Linked DNA regions of Zea mays: all the other regions are linked to region 1. A link is a contact called in public Hi-C data. All regions are on one chromosome and are shown on one strand. Each heading gives the region's core, a stretch centred on a gene start, on an enhancer-like site or on the middle of the called end of the contact. The rest is flanking DNA. Distances are from core to core; before and after follow the strand shown.

Region 1 (2,796 bases), core at 132-2,631:
AGAGAAAATTAGTTTATTTCCACCTCAATCACCTCCAATTCCGAAGGGTTTTGAGGTTTTCAAAGTAGCCCTTAGGCTGTCTCCAACAAGGCACTGTAAAGCAACATGTCCGCTAAATATAGCGTTTCTTACGTCCTCTATACCCTCCAGCAATAAACGCTAAAGGCTCCGGTAAAATTTAGGGGTGCTTCTTCCTCCGCTAAAGATAGCGGATTCCTGTTCGTCCGCTAAAGCTATATACACGGTGGACCTCGGTCGTCGGCTGCGCGGGCACAGAGCGCAGAGGTGATAGAGGACGTCGGTTGCGCGGGCGCGGAGCGGGGGAGGAGCTCAGCCAGAGAGAAGAAGCACCAACGCAGGCCATTGCTACGACGACGTGGAAAAGCTCGCCGGCGTATAGGAGCTTGGCTGAGGAGAAGCTCGTCGCGGAGGACCTCGGCTGGGAGGAGCTGTGTTGGGATGCGGCGCCAGAGACGATGCTTCTCCATCTGCGAACGATTTTTGCGTTGCGTCTGCGAACGATTTTGCATCTGTTAACATATTTAATAATTTCAATATAAAAATATTTTGCATCTGCGAACGATTTTGCGTTGCGTCATTTTTGGCATGCTACAAATGATTTTTTGGCATGCTACAAATGATTTTTTATCTCTCTGGCGCTTTAACTCCTGGAGCCGTACGCTTCATTAGGAAAAACAATTAGTAATGTAGGTTAGAAAATGTAATTATCTAAACTAGTTCCTAAATCATTTTTGGCATGCTACAAATGATTTTTTTATTGCGTAGACGACTAACAAAAACTTATAATATAGACGTCTGGTAATTATTTGCCTCAATATAAACTAATATTGTTTCCCAATAAAATCAATATGTAATTTCGCTATGAACTGTTTTTTAAGATCGATAAAAAACAACGTGTATTGTGAAATCTGTTAATACTGTAGATATAGAGGACCGATTTTAGAGGATGTTGCTGAAGATGTTGAAAATATAGAGGATGAAATCTTTTAGAGTGAGCTGTAAAGGACAGAGAATATTCCTTTAAACGATGAAATTTAGGGAACGTCGTTGGAGACAGTCTTATTCTATATGTTTAATAATTTAGAGACTAAGGAGTGTTTGAATGCACTAGACCTAATAGTTAGTTGACTAAAAATTGCTAATTGAATTAGCTAACTAACTAGTAGCTAGTTTACTAAAAGTAACTAATAGCTGAACTGTTAGCTAGTCTATTTAGATGTCTTATTTAATTTTAGCAATTAACTATTGGTTCTAATGCGTCAACCAAATATGGGGCCTAAAAATTAGTCCTTACCAAACACTGCCTAACCGCCTAAGGATTCCGCCGCCGGCACCTTGCCAGCTGACGCCACCAATCAACGCTTCCCTTTATGGCCGGAGCAATAGTTGGCAGACTCGGCCGCCATCCCACCTCCTTGCTCCTCCTAACACTGCCCCGTCACGCCGCCGCACACCACCGGCTGCACTCTCCTTCCTCCTCCCAAGGTACCGTCCCCCACCTTCCCCTCTTTCTCAGACCCTGGCGCTTCCCATCCTTTTGCCCTGCCGCTGCTGTCCTGCACGGGCGTCCCCTGATTTACAACCCTTTGGCTGCAGTTGCAAGAGCCGGATTGCCAGGTGCTTGTTTCGTTTCGGGCTGTGTAGGTGCTCGGATGCTGATTTTTTTCTTCTTTCTTTTGTGATGAATTGTACTGGGCCGATGAAACCGTATCGGATTGGGTTCTCTGACGAGGAAATACATAACTAATAAATACACATACACTGAGCTGAGGTTGACCTTGCACATTCCTGTTGATAGAGTTTATATTGCTGTCAGCAGGTTCAGATTAGTTTGTGTTGTGCTAGTAACTAATGCAGAGCACAGCGAGTAGCAATTAAAACTGTGAGTTGCAGAGGAGAGTGGGTGTATTGGTTGCTCAATCAATCTATGTTGGAGCCAGTAAACATTCTTCTCTCCCTCCTGCACTGGCTCTAGATTTGTTCCTTCCATCTCTTTCTTAACTCTTGCCTGACATGATTTTACTTCATTCACGAGTTGAAACTTTAATCAGTATAAGGCAGAAGCCAAAATGATCATGCTAGCTAAGGAACAACTGCTCTAAATGAAATTACTGTTTACATGGCATTAGCATCAGTATGTTCAATCCAATATGATTGTTGCTTTCTGGAAATTCGGCTATGATATACATCACTCCGATTGTCTTTATAGAAGGATTGTTCTGTTTCTGTTAAATTGTTTGGAAGCAATTAGTTATTTTGGAAGTCTAATTGATGGATGGATATCTTTGACATATTGTTATTCTCGTGATAATTTTGAGTCTCTTGGAGACAAGTGGTATCTGTGATTCTAGACAATTCATTATATTTATTTTGACTACATAGCTCATCGCTACAGGTCAGTATTCAAAAATGGGTGATCCAAGTGAGAGGAATGGACACGGCGCTCTTACCCGGGTGCTATTCTGTGGTCCATATTGGCCTGCTTCTACTAACTACACCAGGGAGTATTTGCAGGACTATCCATTCATTCAGGTTGGTGGTGCCCTTTACATGGTGCTATGCAAGAGAAATGCTGCTGCATGTATCTGTTCATTGATATGAATATGAATGTACTGACTGTCTTTTATCTACAATCTTGTGTATACTGTAGCAATATGCTTAATGTTACCAAATTTTGAAGTTTGAATTTCTATTTATATACAGCTAATGTTGTGGGCAAAAATTGCTGTTCAATCATGTTTACCATGCAATCACTATCAAAGGTCATGAAAAATT
Region 2 (2,700 bases), core at 64-2,563, 720 kb after region 1:
AGATAGGAAACAACTAAATTATTGCACGGTATAGCCATATGGTGAACATGTAGGGTGCATGTGATATTCCTTTACTTCCTGTTCTTTTTTTACAGACTGATGAAGGAAGTTTGTAAGTTATGATAACCTTTTTCTATAGTTTATTTTTTACGGTATCTCATGACTGGATTCAATCTTGATATCGCAGGATGCGAGGAAGGACATTCTTTTCCTTGATTCCCCCATCTTTTGCAACTCCAGCTGAAGCGCTCTGAATACGATTATATGAGAGATACCACGATTAAGATTTGTTCTTATAACTTTCACTTTGTTCAATTAGTTGTATTGTTCATGTACTTTAGGGGACGCTTGATGTGTGCAGTAATTACAATCAGTCTAAATAAAAAAATTAACACTTACTTTTTTGTTGATATTGTCATGTTTATTAATACTTGCTTGCCAGATTAATGATTGCACTGAGTTCACGCTGTAATTTGATCTGGATAGAGATGGTGGCAAATACATTGCTCCAAATGCAGATCGAAGTACACGAAACCTTCACATTCTTCACATAGAATGGCTTTTACCATGTACTTTGCATCTTTCTATAGCTTCAAAATGATAAATAAATGCATCTTTCTATAGCTTCAAAATGAACAAATTTATTTACCGTCCGCAACGTGTCCTTTTTTCATGAACACTATGATATGTTCTTTTGTTATAGCTTTTTAGAGTTTTGAGACAATGTGCAAAAATAGAAATGATTTTTCCATGGCATATAAACACACCTAACATGTATGTATTGGGCTATGACATTTAGATTTGTAATTTGTGAGAATTTATGAGCCGTCGCAACGCACGGGTACCTAACTAGTAAGGAGGAAGAATGGGAAGGAGGAAGATAGAGAGGGAAGAGGAGGTAGGAGGACAGGATTGTATTCTCATTTTTTTATACCCCTCACAAGAGGCACAAACACAACTACACGGCCCACGGCCACAGCCACACAGCTACTGGGCTCACTTCCACTCTAGGCCGCTCACTCTACAGTTGGCGCGACACACACGCCCACTCGGCGCCACTGTGGCTGCTCCTGTGCCACGTCCAACAACAACTCTTCCTGGGGCTCTGGTGAAGTAGCAGATGGAGTAACAAGCTGGCCGGGCTGAGGGCGTGGCGCGTGCGTGGAGCTGGCTATTCTACGCCGAATCGAACAGCCAGCCGAGCAATGAGCTATGAACCCGGTCCACAGAACTGTCCATGCAATCTTGCATTGTAATCCCTAGGGGTCTAGAACCAGGAGGGGCAGCGTCGTCATTTCACGTCTACGTGCTGATTGGGCTTCGGCGTGACGGGCGCGGCGTGCAAAAAAATGGCCAACCATTAGTTCAAACTCCTCTCTATAAAGACAGTCATAAAAGTAATAATCAGAGTTGATGTTTTTTTATAATGACAAAAAGTTAAATTTCTCCGTCGCCGAGGGAGTCCAATCCCAACACGGCGACGACGACAAACAAACAAGGAAATCGCCTCCTCCTCCTCCTCCTCCTCTTCCTCTTTCCCTCGCTCTGCCATCTGCCCCCAAATTCCCCTCCCCACTCGCTCGCGTCGCGATAGCAAGCAACGCGCAGGTACGAATTCCTCCCCAGAACTCGCGATTTCCTTGGATTCGTCCTCCTCTTGGACCCGATCGCGAGTTTTCCCGGTGCGGAACCGTGGATTTTGAGCCGAGATTTCGCGGTCACCCGCCTCGGGTTGACCGGGATTTGAGGAGATCCGCGGATTTGTTGCTGGTCGCCGGGGATCGTAGCCGGGCGCGTAGATTCATCCTTCTACGCGTCTAGGAGGGGGATTAGGGTTTCGTTTGCTCGGGTCGGGACTCGGATACTCGCTTTCGAGATTGGATTGGTACTTTTCTGGCGCGATGTTTGCTTTTCGTCGGTGACTCATGGGCTCGTAATTTGGCTGCAGGTGCTGAAACTCGTGTACTGTTGATGGATGATGACTGTTCCCATGGATAGTGCTAGCGCAGCCCCATCCTCCACGCGGGACCTTGCCGAGCGTCTCCTTACTAGGGTAAAGGCTATTAGTTCCTCTTGTTCCTTAGGATGTTATACTACTGGTCGACACTATGGGTTTTTGATCCATAGTTTCCGCTATGCCCCTGGCCTTTTCACGTTTTTTTGGATGCCTGGCGCTGCTTGTTTTATGTTAATCGTCGGGTACTGTGGATTCTGGAGCAGTTGGGATAGTTTATATGTCTTTACATAGGCTAATTCGTTTACTTGATAAATTGCTTAAGAAAGAAGAATACCCTGAGCTAATTGTTCATCAGATATAAGTCAAGCTTTGCTAGTATTCTGGGTTCTCCCATGTGGCAAGGAAATGCAATTGATAATCATGTTTACGCAAAGCATAATGATAAAGTTGTGACATTGCAATGTTATTATGCAGAATAATGAACTTGAAGACCAGCTTCGTAAGTCCGCACAATCCAAAGTCCCATCAGATCCCAACATATGGCTTCAGATGCGTGACAACTTTGAGAAGATAATTCTCATAGATCACGACCTCTCTGAACAGAGAGATGTAGAGTATCTCCTATGGCAGTTGCATTACAAAAGAATTGAGGACTTCAGGAGGAACATTAGTGCAGCTAGCTCACTTGCATCTCAGAGTGGGAAGAGCAACACTAACCCAGATCGAGTCAAGAGAATTAAATC
Region 3 (2,700 bases), core at 43-2,542, 810 kb after region 1:
TAGGGATTCTGAACAGGGAACTCTTGGAATGTCAAAAGGAGTCCTTTTGCTGGGCCACTGCAATAGCATCCGTACGTACGTGCCTTGGGAGGTGTCAATTTTTTCATACCGAATCATGCATGTTTATCCACAGGATAAAATGCATTGGTTACTAGCATAGTAGGGTTAAAGTGAGACCAAATTGCTTTTTTATTCAAAGTAGTATATACATGTTGATTGTCAGCAATTTTTTTTAATTGGACTATCAACATACTATAAACGATCATGTATATTGTCTATGCAAGAAATATTTATGCAGGGGCGGATGCAAAGGAAGGGGGGCTGCAGCCCCGCCCCATCGTGGGTTAAAAGCGTAGGAGTAGCTCTTCAAGCTAGCCTAGATGTTTCGTTCTACAACCCAAAACATGTTAGACAATCTATTTTTTACATCTTTACAATATGGATGACACAAAAATGATATATTAACAATCAGTTGTAAGTGACTAGTAATTTAGTATCATCCATATAGATGGTAAAAGATTAAATGTCTTCATTCGATACACACACATGCATCTAACAGGACAATCTATTTTTTACAACTTTACGAGATAGATGTCAAAAAATGATACATTAACAATCAGTTGTCAGTGACTGCTAATTTAGTATCATCTATATAGATGGTAAAAGATTAAATGTCTTCATTCGATACACGCGCACCATGACACTGGCCTCGTCTCAGTCTGTATCCTGTGTCTTAACCCTAGATGCCTGATGTCTAGCGCTCGCTCTACTCGTTAGTCGTTGGCTTGTTGTTGTCTGTCTGGTCGTTACCCTCTATCTCTTTCATGGCACGTCCACAGTCAACAGACATCCGCACCTACACTAGACTATAAGAGCTAATTTGGTGACAAGGGGATCCCGAAAGGATCGGAGGGGATTGAGGGGGAAATGAACTAATTTCCCCCTCAATCCCCTCCGATCCTCCCGGGATCCCGGATCACCAAATCAACCCTAAATGGGAAATTTACCATGTGACTGTCATTTTTAAACAAAGGTAACGAAATATTGTGAAGACATATTGATGGTCAAAGGTTCAAATAAAACTTGGCCAACAAGAATCTAAAACAACATATAATATAAGTGGAGGGAAAAATAAATACCATTATTCAGTTTCAGCCAGGGCCATTATGCTGTTGGAGTAGCACAGTACAGTGGAAACACAGCCCAACCCAACTGCCCAAGGCTTCCATTCCGTATATACAAATAAACCACCCACCGGTGTGTGCACTGCACCATCGCCTTTCTCTGCTCTTGTCTCCCCTCCATTTCCTCACGCGCCACCGGCAGCGCCAAGAGCCAGTCGTCGAGCTCTGCTCATGCTCATGCCGAGCGACCATCCGGAGCCGCCGGCCCTGGCGCCGTTGGATCTCGAAGCCCACCCGGCGCCGCCCCCGGCCAAGGGTGGCGGGGGCAAGATGCAAAGGCTGCTCAGGTCGGCCTTCAAGCGCGGGGAGGAGACGGACCAGCTGAGCCGGTCGGCTTCCGAGTCGTCGTCTTCGGCGGGGAGCATCGGCCGCACGCCGTCTGGAAGGCGGGCCGGCCGGCGCGGCGGCGACGTCGACGGCGACCGCTCCAGTCGCGAGAGTTTCGAGGCCCAAGGTGAGACGCTCGTGGTTGCTTGTTTTCAGCGGAATTTGCTCGGTTGATTGATCGCATCTGGATTCTCCCCCTTTTTTTCAGCGAAATTTACCGAGCCTTTTAGAAGGCGTATATACTAGATAAAGAAATTAAGCACGTGATGGGCGGCCTTTGTTCATTTCTGCTCTTCCTCTGATATATGTTCATTCGGCGGTCGCAGTTTTCGATCGTTCTCCGACAAATTGATAGGGATTGAAAAAGAAAAGAGAGAGTGCAATTTCGTTCTCATTCTCATAACCGAGTCTGAATCACCCGCATCTCAATTTAGAAAAAAAATATATAGGAGTTCAACTGTGAATCGCACAGATTGAAATACAACCTGTGTCTCGCGGCCATTGGGTTGTCATGGCCTTGTTTGGATGCTGATATTTCCAAGGCTCTTAAATAAACTTAACGATATGCCTTTCCGCAATCATAGATTGGTCACGTACTGTACTGGGATTATATAAATATTGTGGTATGTAACATCGTACTCCTCATTGGTAGTTCAGAAGAAACCAAATAAAGACAGCTAGGACCATCTTCTTGGAAGTTGCATGACCTTGTCAACCTTTCTTGCTACTAGAAGCAGTTTAATCATCCATTCAGAGAGAGAGAGAGAGGGCCTCAACATGTTGCAAATTTTACTGCCTACCGTACCACAGGAGAAAACTGAAACAAACTGTCGCTTCTAATGAAGCTCTTATTGCCCCGTGTGAAACAGTTTGGACATGACAAATACGTCCCTTTCCCTCGTGCTGCTTTCTCAGCTCGTAAAGTCTAACAAGCAGGTACTGGCCATTTATTCTGCCAGCCCTTTTAAGGTTCTAGCTCCTCGGGACCCATGAGTGACACCGAATTGGCGGCTTATAGTGCTTTGGCAGCAGTCCACATCCATTAGTCAGTCCCTTTCTTATGGGGGTCGCGCATATCCCATGAGAAGACAGTGGTGTTTATTTATGTGCTCCTATACTTGCCAGTAGTTATGATAAACAGATTGTCTTATGTTATTTTTTCCCCAAATCGCAGTATAAATGCAGAAAC

Evidence for each region. Hi-C and Micro-C count contacts between places; a contact is called where the count stands out from the background.
Region 2: a contact with region 1 is called in a Hi-C map of leaf, with 4 times the contacts expected there. The contact joins the promoter of LOC100278146 here to the promoter of LOC100217241 in region 1. A contact is called at or near these places in 3 of 25 Hi-C or Micro-C datasets (ear, leaf and tassel).
Region 3: a contact with region 1 is called in a Hi-C map of endosperm, with 2.6 times the contacts expected there. The contact joins the promoter of LOC100272284 here to the promoter of LOC100217241 in region 1. A contact is called at or near these places in 2 of 25 Hi-C or Micro-C datasets (endosperm and tassel).

What each region holds. Positions count from the first base shown.
Region 1 is chr2:175,474,220-175,477,015 of Zm-B73-REFERENCE-NAM-5.0, forward strand. It overlaps LOC100217241, which reads left to right and starts at 1,382. Exons shown (of 10, transcript NM_001143596.1): 1 at 1,382-1,506; 2 at 2,417-2,553. The coding sequence starts at 1,392.
Region 2 is chr2:176,195,823-176,198,522 of Zm-B73-REFERENCE-NAM-5.0, forward strand. It overlaps LOC100278146 (Protein SMG7), which reads left to right and starts at 1,314. Exons shown (of 8, transcript XM_008671874.4): 1 at 1,314-1,608; 2 at 1,949-2,053; 3 at 2,432-2,700. The coding sequence starts at 1,976.
Region 3 is chr2:176,287,614-176,290,313 of Zm-B73-REFERENCE-NAM-5.0, forward strand. LOC100272284 reads left to right here and starts at 1,293. Exons shown (of 2, transcript NM_001146771.1): 1 at 1,293-1,638. The coding sequence starts at 1,356.